Regions from separate parts of the Sus scrofa genome. Here region 2 is linked to region 1. The links are chromatin contacts, called in public promoter capture Hi-C maps. All regions are on one chromosome and are shown on one strand. The core of a region is the stretch at or near the end of the contact, and the rest is flanking DNA. Distances in the headings are between cores, read along the strand shown. Region 1 holds the start of NFX1 (transcriptional repressor NF-X1). Region 2 holds the start of SMU1 (DNA replication regulator and spliceosomal factor).

The links. Promoter capture Hi-C pulls out the DNA fragments that hold promoters and counts their contacts.
Region 2: a contact with region 1 is called in a promoter capture Hi-C map of fetal skeletal muscle, with 4 times the contacts expected there. The contact joins the promoter of SMU1 here to the promoter of NFX1 in region 1. A contact is called at or near these places in 3 of 5 promoter capture datasets (fetal liver, fetal skeletal muscle and liver), 3 of 47 Hi-C or Micro-C datasets (blood, heart right ventricle and skeletal muscle) and 2 of 2 datasets of contacts at active chromatin or transcription factors (alveolar macrophages and skeletal muscle).

What each region holds. Positions count from the first base shown.
Region 1 is chr10:33,197,738-33,203,768 of Sscrofa11.1, forward strand. It overlaps NFX1 (transcriptional repressor NF-X1), which reads right to left and starts at 3,082. Exons shown (of 25, transcript XM_021064702.1): 1 at 2,890-3,082. The coding sequence starts at 3,010.
Region 2 is chr10:33,396,010-33,402,040 of Sscrofa11.1, forward strand. It overlaps SMU1 (DNA replication regulator and spliceosomal factor), which reads left to right and starts at 3,374. Exons shown (of 12, transcript NM_001243898.1): 1 at 3,374-3,436. The coding sequence starts at 3,411.

The DNA of each region.
Region 1 (6,031 bases), core at 1,832-4,331:
TAGACTATCCAAAACACAGACCTGGCCACAAATGGGTGTGCTGCACAGCCTGCGGGTTTTAGATTTAATAATAAACCCTGGAGTTCCCGTCATGGCGCAGTGGTTAACGAATCCGACTAGGAACCATGAGGTTGCGGGTTCGGTCCCTGCCCTTGCTCAGTGGGTTAACGATCCGGCGTTGCCGTGAGCTGTGGTGTAGGTTGCAGAGGCGGCTCGGATCCTGCGTTGCTGTGGCTCTGGCATAGGCCGGTGGCTACAGCTCCGATTCAACCCCTAGCCTGGGAACCTCCATATGCCGCGGGAGCGGCCCAAGAAATAGCAGTAATAACAACAACAACAAAAAAGACAAAAGACAAAAGACAAAAAAAAAAAAAAAAAACCCTAACATTAATTAGGTACTTAACACGTGCCAGGCATGATTCTAAGCACTGTGCACACGTCATTTAACCCCTACATTCCTCATGAGAAAAATGAGACCAGGAGAGGGTAAGCAGCTTGACCAAGGCCACAGGAGTATTCCAAAGTAGATTCAGGATTCCACCCCAGGCTATATGGCCCTGGAGATGACACTCTTACACCACGGTCCATTGCCAGAGGTTGGGTAGCAGGTACCATAGAAACGTGTATTTAAGAACTGATCGAGACCATAAAGGTCACAGGGTAACCTCTCATTCAATCCATGATTTGTCTTGAAAACTTTCACAAAGGCGAGACCATAAAGGTCACAGGGTAACCTCTCATTCAATCCATGATTTGTCTTGAAAACTTTCAGAATTCTGGGGATGATGTGGAGGACCTGACAAAATGGCAAGAGGATCAGACGAATTCAGAAGGTGTGCCAGAAACATAAGAGATAACTTAAAGGGAGAATGGGAAAGCTTAGACGAAGTGGGTGTTGCGTAGTCCTGCCCTACTTGAAGACGGTGGTAAGAGGGGCAGAGAAAACATCAGTAAAGTTGTCCAGAATAGCCTGGTAAAGGATGAGAAGAGGGCATTCTCATGTTAAGCAGCAAGGAGTTGATGCAGCTAGAGAATCTACACAGGGCAGCCATCTATTCACACACAGTGTATGTTCCACCAGGCATGGGGTAGTAGGCAAAGCCCTCAGAAAGACCCTTAAGGGACATGAAGAAGGGGAAAAGGGCATACAAGGAAAGTGGACACAGAGATCAAAGACACCTTTATTTTTTCAATACTTTAAGTAGCTGGAAGTTACACAACAAATAGGATGTCTCATCCCCAAGGCTTGGCCATAGTGCCAAGAGGTACCCGAGATCCATAACACCATGGTAGGTGACCAATAGGTGGGTGGAACAGAGTAAGGGGAAATACAACTGTAGATTAGAGAGTCCGGAGGCAAAGCTGGTGCTGGAGAGTCTGCCCCTGGGCAGAAAGATATCCCCTGGACTGGGCTGCTGTTCTCTTGCAAAAGGTAAGAGAACTAAACCTTAAGTGGGATGGACGTGTGGGCTAGAGATGATGCTGAAATAATATGGAATTGGAACCATGGCAAAAGCAAACTAAGGCACAGGAGACAGAGTGGGGAGGTCTTTGGACTAGTGGACTTTGCCTCAGTAGATGGGGGCAGAGGTTGTAACCTAGAACACAACACCAAATATCAAAACTATGACTCACTACTAGCCCCACTCAATTCTGCTTCAAACACTGAAGGATGTAGAAATGGGCCAGAAGTGAGTCTAAGGTTAGGAAGACTAATGAATCCAATTTAGAGGATCTAGGAAAAAAATGGGTGGGAGAATAACAAAACACCAGCCTAAAAAGGAACCCCCTCCAAGATGACTTAATACCTGTATCAGGACAGGGGTACATAGATGCAGTGTGTTATCCAACTTTTTTGACCAAGACCCATAGTAATAAATACATTTTACCTGCCACCAAGTACACAAATACATATATACTCTTTTTGGTGCCCCAACAGCTGGTAGGTAGCAGAACTAAGTCTTAAATTAATGACTGTTCACAAACCTCGTGTTGCAAATTGCTGCCCCCTTTCTCAGAAACAGTGGGTCAGGAAATCAAATCACATAGTGGATTGTGACAAGTATTTTTTTCAAACGAAATATGTATTAGAGTGCATTAGAGATAGTAAGGAAAACTATTGCTTCCTGAAACTTTCGGTTCGCTTTCATATTTAGTTCTGTGTGCACTGAGGTCAAGATGGAAAACGCTCCTTTTCGGTCACTGTCCAAAGAGTTTGGAAAACAAAGATCTAACGTACCTTGAAGGAAGTGGAAATGGGTGTTACATTAACAGCCGTTATATTAATAACAAATTCGGCTGCCTGCACACACAGAGACAATTCCAGTAGAGGAAGTAACAGGTTACAGTATCGGCGGGAACCTTCGCAACAGTTGATTTATTTACTCCTAACTCAAAGATGAGGAAAACACCCAGTCACACTGTGAGCTGCGGCAGGGTGAGAATGGAAACCACAGGTCTTTCGCTCGCGCTCGCAGTGCTGCCCCAGGACACACGAGTACTCCTGAAGTACAGCGCGCAAACCTGCCTCGCGTCAAGAGCCCGCCACCGTCAAGGGCGGTGACCCGACTGACGCCCGCCTGTCGGATATCCGTGCGGCCGCTGCCCCAGGAAGGCCGAGATGAGCCCTGAAGAGAGCGGGATACCCACATCAACGCCCTGGGACAACCCCGCTCTCTGAGGAAAACCAGCTGCCGAGCTTCTCCACACGGTGGAAGATGGTTAAGAGATCTGTATGCAAGACGCGCGTGGCTTGGCCCTTCCGAGCCACTATCCCAACCCTAGGACGCGCCACTCTCGCGATACGAATGGCCAGTGCCTTAGGACTCGTCACTGACCCAATTTCCGCTACTCGCGAAGGGCCCAGTCCCGTGAGGGCCAGGACAGTACCTGAGACAGGAGGCGCCTCCGCCATCCCGTGCCGCAACACCTGAGGCGAGCCCTGCAGCCCAGCAAGCGCTGTCACCCGGTCACGTGCCCTGGACTTCCGGCGCCGGGAGAATATTCGCATCCGCGCGCCCGGTGGACGGCCACAGAGCTTGCGCGGCCTGTGGAGACTGTGTGGTGCGTCATGACGTCAGATAGACGCACCAGGCGTAAGGCTGAAGGAAGAAACTAGTGGCTGTGGGTGACTAGGTCCCGGGAGGGTAGGCGTGCTGGGGCTTGCGTAATCTATCGTTTTCCTTTTGAGATTCGCTGTGCTCTCCTGCTACCGTGCGCTTTTATTCCGCCACCCAACCGGCTTCACCTGGTTTTCCGGAGTCAGCTCAGACATCACCGCCTTACTAGAGTAATTCTGACTTAGGGTTAAAATAAAAACAAGTAGTGGAAAGGCAGCCTGGAATCTAACTTGCTCTGAAAGTTGTGTAACAAATTGAGGGAAAAATTAATTCTACAGGAATTATTATGAAAGTGGGATAACTAGTTTTTGTTCTTTAAGTGTTGTAAATTTAAATTCCATGAACTCAGGATAGAAGGTCGCTAGACTAATAAAATATTGGTTAAATGATAAAATTTTAAAAAGCAGCCTGGGAAAAAATAATCTGCAAAAAGACGATAAAAAGATGATACACATATCGGCTCTTACAAATCAGTTTAGAAAACGAAAGGTCGTTTATTAGATATGACAAAGGGCTTGAGCGGGCACGGTGACAAATATAGATTGACACTGAACGTTAGGGGAAAGGTTTGGAGACACTGATAATTTTTAAAGTACAAACTGTTAGGTGAATGTGTGGAGTTCTTTTGTTTGTGTGTTTTGCTGTTGCATTACCAAGAAGAACACAAGATTTAAGTGTGAAGCATCTGCATTTGTAAAGTAATTCAGTGGTGCAGGTTTCCCCAAAAACACAAGTCTTCATTAACTTCCGTTATAATGCATATTTTGTCTTTTTAAGTGCTGGAGGAGGTTAATGGTGAAAAAGAAATATGCTTCCTGCCCTCATGAAGTGAACTGTCTAGGGGGGAAAAGTTAAAACTGAGTAATTTATATTTACAAATGAATAATTTGCATTGTGAAAGAAATAAACAGTGATATAGACTTTATAGGATCTGCTCCAGAAAATGTGGCCAGCTTTCTTTGAATTGGACAGATGAGATGGGTAAGCTACGTGAAGAGTTAGAGATAATAGTATGTGCAAATGTTAAGGAAGAAGGAAATAGCTTAAGTTCAAGTTATGGAAATATTTGCTGGTGAACAGTGAGTCAGGAGCTTGGCACAGTATGAAATTGGAGAAGTAGGTAAAGAAGATCACGTGCATCACCTGCAGGATGTGATAATAGATCTTATTCCAAGAGCATTAAGAAGTTAGTAAAAGGGAGTTCCCGTCGTGGCGCAGTGGTTAACGAATCCGACTAGGAACCATGAGGTTGTGGGTTCGGTCCCTGCCCTTGCTCAGTGGGTTAACGATCCGGCGTTGCCGTTAGCTGTGGTGTAGGTTGCAGACGCGGCTCGGATCCCGCGTTGCTGTGGCTCTGGCGTAGGCCGGTGGCTACAGCTCCGATTCAACCCCTAGCCTGGGAACCTCCATATGCCGAGGGAGCGGCCCAAGAAATAGCAACAACAACAACAAAAAAGACAAAAAAAAATAATAATAAAAATAAAATAAAATAAACTAACTTAAAAAAAAAAAAAAAAGAAGTTAGTAAAAGGTTCTAAGCAGGAAGCTCCTATTGCCACAGCTTACAACTATGGCGCGAGTTTGATCCCTGGTCCAGGAATTCCTCATGCCAAAGGCGCAGCCAAAAAATAAATAAAATAAAATTTTTAAAAAAGTTTGAAGGAAGTGATATTGTTACCTAACTGAACACAGTCTGCTGCTTGTCTGATGCAAAGATGCAAAGAAAAGCCAATCTATGGATGCCAGGTTGTGGTGAAGAAAAGTACAATCAATTCTTATTGCAGAGTGCCAAACAAGGGAATGAGAGACAAGCCTCTGATCCACTCCAACTTGGTCTTTGAGTCAGGATTTTTTGGTTTTTTGTTTTGTTTTTTGTCTTTTTAAGCAGAAGATGGAAGAGGCTGGGCTTAAAAATCGTCTTGTTACATTTCTGTGGCTTTTTTTTTTTTTTTTTTTTTTTTTTTTTTTTATGGCCATACCTGAGGCATAAAGAAGCTCCCAGGCTAGGATTGAATCCGAGCTACAGCGTGACCGATGTTGGATACTTTAACCCACTGCACCGGGCTGGTGATCTAACTTGCACCTCTGCATCAACCCAAGCCACTGCAGTTGGATTCTTAACCCACTGTGCCGTAGCAGGACCTCCATGTGGTATTTCTTTCTGTCTTTTTTTTTTTTTTTCTGTCTTTTCTAGGACTGCACCCGTGGCATTGGCATAGGGAGGTTCCCAGGCTAGGGGTCTAATTGGAGCTATAGCTGCCAGCCTATACCACAGCCACTCCAGAACCTTAACCCACTGAGCAAGGCCAGGGATCGAACCCACAACCTCATGGTTCCTGGTCGGATTCGTTAACCACTGAGCCACGATGGGAACTCCTCGTGTGGTTTCTTAATCGTAGTTTCAGGAGTTAGGCTGTCTCTGGTTTAAAAGTCTTTGACCAGGTGGTTCATGGCTGGGGAACTCATCTTGTCCTGAGTTTGTATGTTAATGATGCTATCTAATAATAGCAATTTTAGTACATTAATAATGTTACTGACAACAGCAGTTTTGGTCATCTGACTCTGGTTGATTAGTGTTCAGATAGCACAGGTTTGAAGTCAGAGGGGACACAAGAAAGGGAATAAAGTTTTGGATAGATTAATTATAAACTCGGTAAGGGAACTCAGTTTTAGAGACACCCAGCTTTAGTATCTGATTTACCCTTAAAGATTTCTCATGCTCTCAGGGGAAGAGTGAATTGTTGGGGAACAAAAATAGAAGTGGGGGGTAGTTCTCTTGTGGTGCAGCAAATATGATGGAGAGAAGAGGACAGATCTAAGGTATTTTTGAGATATAATCATTATCCAGCTTCCAGTTTTTTTTCCAAACCAAAGATGTGATGTGATATCTCATTGTTTTGTTAATTTGAGTT
Region 2 (6,031 bases), core at 2,124-4,623, 200 kb after region 1:
CCTAGGGATCACATGTGCATGTTTAGGCCACTCAAGGGAATTCCATCCCCCTTGCCAGTGATGTCTTCAACTTGACAAGGTGACAATGATGCCACCTTGGTCAACTTATCAGCTTAAGATGGAGGATATCTGGGAAAGGTTTTTGTCCCTGATAGAAATTAATCTGTGTAGAGACACTCCCCCCATTTTGGCTGCACCCACAGCATATGGAATTCCAGGGTCAGGGACTGAATCGGAGCCACAGCTTTGACCTATGCCACAACTGTGGCAATGCTGGATCTTTAACCCACTCTGCCAGGCATGGGATCAAACCTGAGCCTCAGCAGTGACCCAAGTTGCTACAGAGACAATGCTGGATCTTAACCCACTGCATCATAGGGAGAACTCTGAGAAACCCCTCTTTTGACTCTACAGCCAGGACCACATTGCTCTCTAAAGATAGCAGTCTTGCTCTTTGGAATTTACAAGAAAGCATATTTTGTTCAAAGTTGGAAAAGATGGCTTTCATTCAGATGGGTATACAAAAAAGATGAAGGCCCTCTGCATGAAGGCCCTGCTCTGGAGTAGGAAGTAGGAGTTAAAAAAGTGGAGGTTGAGCAATCCCACTCTTGGGCATATATCCGGACAAAACTCTACTTAAAAGAGACACATGCACCTGCATGTTCATTGCAGCACTATTCACAATAGCCAGGACATGGAAACAACCCAAATGTCCACCCACAGATTATTGGATTAGGAAGATGTGGTATATATACACAATGGAATACTACTCAGCCATAAAAAAGAATGACATAATGCCATTTGCAGCAACATGGATGGAACTAGTGACTCTCATACTGAGTGAAATGAGTCAGAAAGATAAAGACAAATACCTTATGATATCACTTATAACTAGAATCTAATATCCAGCACAAATGAACATCTCCACAGAAAAGAAAATCATGGACTTGGAAAATAGACTTGTGACTGCCTGACGGGAGAGGGAGGGAATGGGAAGGATCTGGAGCTTGGGGTTATCAGATACAACTTAGAATAGATTTACAAGGAGATCCTGCTGAGTAGCATTGAGAACTATGTTTAGATACTCATACTGCAACAGAACAAAGGGTGGGGAAAGAAATATATACATGTAAGGATAACTTGATCCCCTTGCTGTACAGTGGGAAAAAATAAATTAAAAAAATAAAAAATTAAAAAAAAGTGGAGGTTGAGTTAGAAGAACTCTGAGTCATGTCTTGCCATGAGCAGGTAGAATTATGCGATAATTTTTCTCTAGACTTTGCCTTGTTATCATGTTCGATAAAATGGGTCTAACCTAAGAGAAAGGGACAAACAGTTGCCCAATTTTAGCACCTAAATATTGACCTTGCCTTCTACTTCCTTTGCCCATCTTATTGGGGATCTCTCTCCCATACACCTCTCCTTTTTAAACTATCTGGACACCTGTTAGCCTAGTTTACAATGGCAGCTTTCCTGTGGTTGGCCTGCCCTCTGCTGGATTAAGGAGACGAATTGCAGAGACATGCACTTCTGGGAAGGGCCAGCTTTCTGGAAAGGGGACGTGATCAGGAGACTGGATTTCCCTTGGGGTCACTCTAGGCTGTTTATTAACCAGAAATTAGGTCTAGGAGGCTGTGACCCAGCTCTTGAGTGTGCAGTGTATTCATCTTCCTTTTAGAGGTTAGAAATTGTCTGTGTTGTGTGCCTGTTTGAGGTTCTTTATCCATGTACAGGTGGAGAGATGTGAGAGACCTCATTTGTCTAGTGATAAAAATGAAATATTCTAGGAGTTCCCATTGTGGTGCAGCAGAAATGAATCTGACTAGCATCCATGAGGATGCAGGTTCAATCCCTGGCCTTGCTCAGTGGGTTAAGGAGCTAGTGTTGCTGTGGCATAGGCCGGCAGCTACAGCTCTGATTCAACCCCTAGTCTGGGACTCTCCATATGCTGTGGCTGCAGCCCCCCCCACCCCAAAAAGACAAAAACAAAATAAACCAAAAAATGAAATATCCTAGACAAGTTGATATTTAGCAATTGTCACAGTTTATCAAATTGCTAATAAGGGATCAGCAAGGTAATAAAGCTTATGCTTTGGGTATGGGAATGATATGGAAATTGATGGGTTATATAGTTGGGATACAGAAGATTTACATAAGCAACTAGTTTAGTGGGGGAAGAAACTTCCTAACTAGGTAAAGAGTGCAGTTTGATTATATAAAGTAACAAATGTCATAGTCAAATCTGCTGTTACAGAGGAAACATGGATGAGGATAGTTTGTGATGCTGAGCATTGGCTGTCAATCAGAGATTAAAAGTCAGGAGTTCCCTGGTGGCTCAGTGGGTTAAGGATCTGGTGTTGTCACTGCTGTTACAGATCCCCCTGGGGTTCAGTTCCTGGCCCTGAGAATTTCACATGCTGTGGGAATGGCTTAAAAATACAAATTTTACAACACAGATTTCTTACCATTGTGCTGCAAATATTTTTTTAAAAATTACAAAGGATGGCAAAAAAATATTTAAAAAAATAACCTACATGAAATTCATTAATATCTCTACTTTTCACTTGTCTCTGCTAATTTAATTACGTATGGCTTAAAGTCTATTAAAAGAAGTCGCAAATCTCCTTTTACATATTTGTATTTGCCTTCGTCGTTTTTCTTGTAATTGCATCACTGTTGTGAAACCATTTTCAAGTAAATACTTAGTTGGAAATGCTACAAGTAATCTAGCTCTTTCGAAGAAGTGAATATGCAAATCCCTAAGGCCCAAACTTAATCAGATTAATTTAAATGTGTTTTGGCTTTAAAATCTTTCATTTATTCACTTAAACTTAATGAACTCTTCTACAAATGTTGCTAACTGGGCCACTGGTTTCCAATGTCTTAATCTCCCAGAGATGTATTGTAAATCCAACTCTTTTTTTATTGGCTACATTCATGGCGTATGGAAGTTCCAGAACCAGGGACTGATTCCGAGCCGCAGCTGTAACCTATGCTCTGCGCTAGTTTTGAACCCATGCCTCCTCAGCAACCTGAACTGCAGCAGTCAGGTTCTCAACCCACTGCGCCACAGCGGGAACTCCCAATCCAACTATACCTTTAAATCTAGTCAACTAATTAAAAAGTAAACCAAAAAAGAAAAATTTTAAAACCAGTCCTTTAAGGATAACTTCCCCTCCAAGAAAAAGAAAGGATTCTATAGGAGCCGGTGCCTATGTTCCAACTCTCGACAGAAGAGTTGAAGCTCCGCCCCTCACGTACTCCACGCCCCTCTTCCGTACAGACCGCGCCCAGAGCCTGCGTCTGACGTCGAGCGGAAGTGACGTATAGGGGCCGCCGGAGGTGTCGTTGGTGCGTTGCGCGGCTGGGCCTTAGAGTGGAGTGAGGCCTGCGCTCAGGAAGCTAGAGCCATGTCGATCGAAATCGAGTCCTCGGAGTGAGTCCTGCAGTGGGAATGTTACCGAAGTGGCCGGGGCCGGGAGGCAGAGGGTTGCGGGGGTGGGAGTGGGAGGTGGTGGAAGCTGCTCGGGGGAGGCGTCCGAGAGGCTGGGGAGCGGAGGGGCATTTCCTTTCCTATAAAGAAGCTTTTGGGATCTGGCTACCTTGGAGGTGGACCTACAGAGAGGTAGCAGATGAGAAGCCCAAAGCCCTGTGGAAGGTGGCGCGGGGCTGGGGGAAGGAGACTCCTGGAAAACCTGAATTCTAGCCCTCGCCAACTTCTGCTGTACCTTGTAACTGAGCAAATTAGCCATCCTATTTGGATTCCGGTCTATCAGCACAAGGGGGCTGGGCTCGACGCCATCCATCTCTTCCCGTCCCCATCGAACACCGTGGTGGTTTCCTCCCTGTGCGTGCACCGTCCTTTGCTTTCTTCTGCACAGCTTTTGGTATCGTCACCGTTTTTCTGCCCATCCTACTAACCTGTATAGCTCCTAGGGACTCGTTTGCATTATAGTCCCAATTCCCAGCCCATCGTAAAGGCTCAATAATTGCTTTTAGAATGAATGAACGACTATTTTATCAGGTTCTGTCTGGCGCTGAATTTTATTTAGCGTGTGAGCTCTGTAGTCACAAAGGAGGGACAGAATTTGGAGATTGGGCAAGGAGAATGATAAATTTGGGAGAGAGGGGGACTAACGAATGATTGAAGAAAGTCTTCAGTAAACTTCTCCAGGACTCCATCCTCCACCTTGTTCTTGCCAACGCTTAGTAGTTAAGTCAGCAGACAACATTTGTGTCCTGAGTGTAAAGGAGAGGACTTGTCCTGAAGATCTGCCATAGGAGGAAGGGAGGTTTATTCATTTAGCAAATACTGAGATCTACTGTGTATATTTGTTCTAGCCCCTGGGACTGTAGTAGTGAACGAAACAGACAATAACCCTTGCTCTTAGGGAAAGTACATTGTGATGGGGAAGGCAGACAGCAGACAAAATCAGTAAGTAAGATAGCTTAGCAGATGGCTGTAAGTGTTGTGGAGAAAAATAAAGCAAAGATGGACAGTGAAGACAGTTATGGCAGGAGTTGGAAAGGAATCCACCCTTTGGGGCCTGAATAAAATCGGGCACTGACCATCCTCCCAGCCTTGGCTGCAGCATGTTTTTGTGATCAGTAATTGCTGCTATTTACTAAGTATTCTCTATGCTAGTTACACTATGTGTTGTAGTCAATCCCTTTGATCAATCCTACAGGGTAGGTATTTTTCTTAACAGATGAGGAAACAGGCAAAGAGATGTTAATTGACTTGTCTGCAAGTCACAGTTAGTGAAAGAACTCTGATTGAAATCCCAGCCTATCTCCAAAGCTTTTAGCTCTTTGTGTATTACATTGTGTTTGAAGGAAGTGAATTTGATTTTGGTTATATCAAATTTGAGTTCTTTGCAAGGATGGAGTCTCATATTAGGAGTGTAAGTGGAAGTGTCCTATGGAAGCCAGGGATTGAACCCGAGCCACAGCAGTGGCAACCCCAAATCCTTAGGCCATCAGGGAACTCCTGCAGGAACTGTTTTTAAGAGGGTATTTGGGGAGTTCCCGCTGTGGTACAACAGGATTGACATTGTCTCTGCAGCACCAGGACACAGGTTCAGTCTCCATCACAGTGGGTTAAAGGATCCCATTGCCATAGGTCACAGCTGCAGCTCCGATCTGATCCCTGATCTACAAACTCCATATGGCTCAGGGCCGCCAAAAATGATAAAAAAAAAAAAAAAAAAGGTGTTTGCTTTCCTGTCTGGGATGATGCTACCTGCCACACTGCCAGTTTGAATCTTTTTTTTTTTCCATTTACCTCTGTTACTTGGTCACATCCTCACGTAAAATGGACATAAGAGTAATGCCATCTTTATAGGTTTTTGTTTTGTTTTTTGCCTTTTGTGCTTTTAGGGCCCCAACAGCAGCAGCATTTGGAGGTTCCCAGGCTAGGGGTCTAATTGGAGCTACAGCTGCCAGCCTATACCACAGCCACAGCAACACCAGATCCGAGCTGCATCTGCGATCTACACCACAGCTCACGGCAACGCCGGATCATTAACCCACTGAGCAAGGCCAGGGATCGAACCTGCAACCTCCCGGATTCGTTTCCACTGTGCCATGACGGGAACTCTGGGTTTGTTTGTTTGTTTGTTTTTTTAAAGGCAGTACCTGTGACATATGGACATTCCTGGGCCGGGGATTGAATCCGAGCTGCAGCTGTGGCAACGCTGGATCCTTTAACCCACTGCACCAGGCCAGTGCTGCTGAAACAACCTGAGCTGCTGCAGTTGGATTCTTTTTTTTTTTTTTTTTCCTTTTTAGGGTGGAACCTGAGGCATATGGAAGTTCCCATGCTAGGGTCAAATTGGAGCTGTAGCCACCAGCCTACACCACAGCCACAGCCATGCCGGATCTGCGCCAAGTCTGTGACCTACACCATAGTCACAGCAACGCCAGATCTCCCACCCACTGATTGAGGCCAGAGATCTAACCTGCATCCTCATGAATACTAGTTGGGTTCGATTCCTCTGAGCCATGCTGGAACTCCTGCAGTTGTATTCTT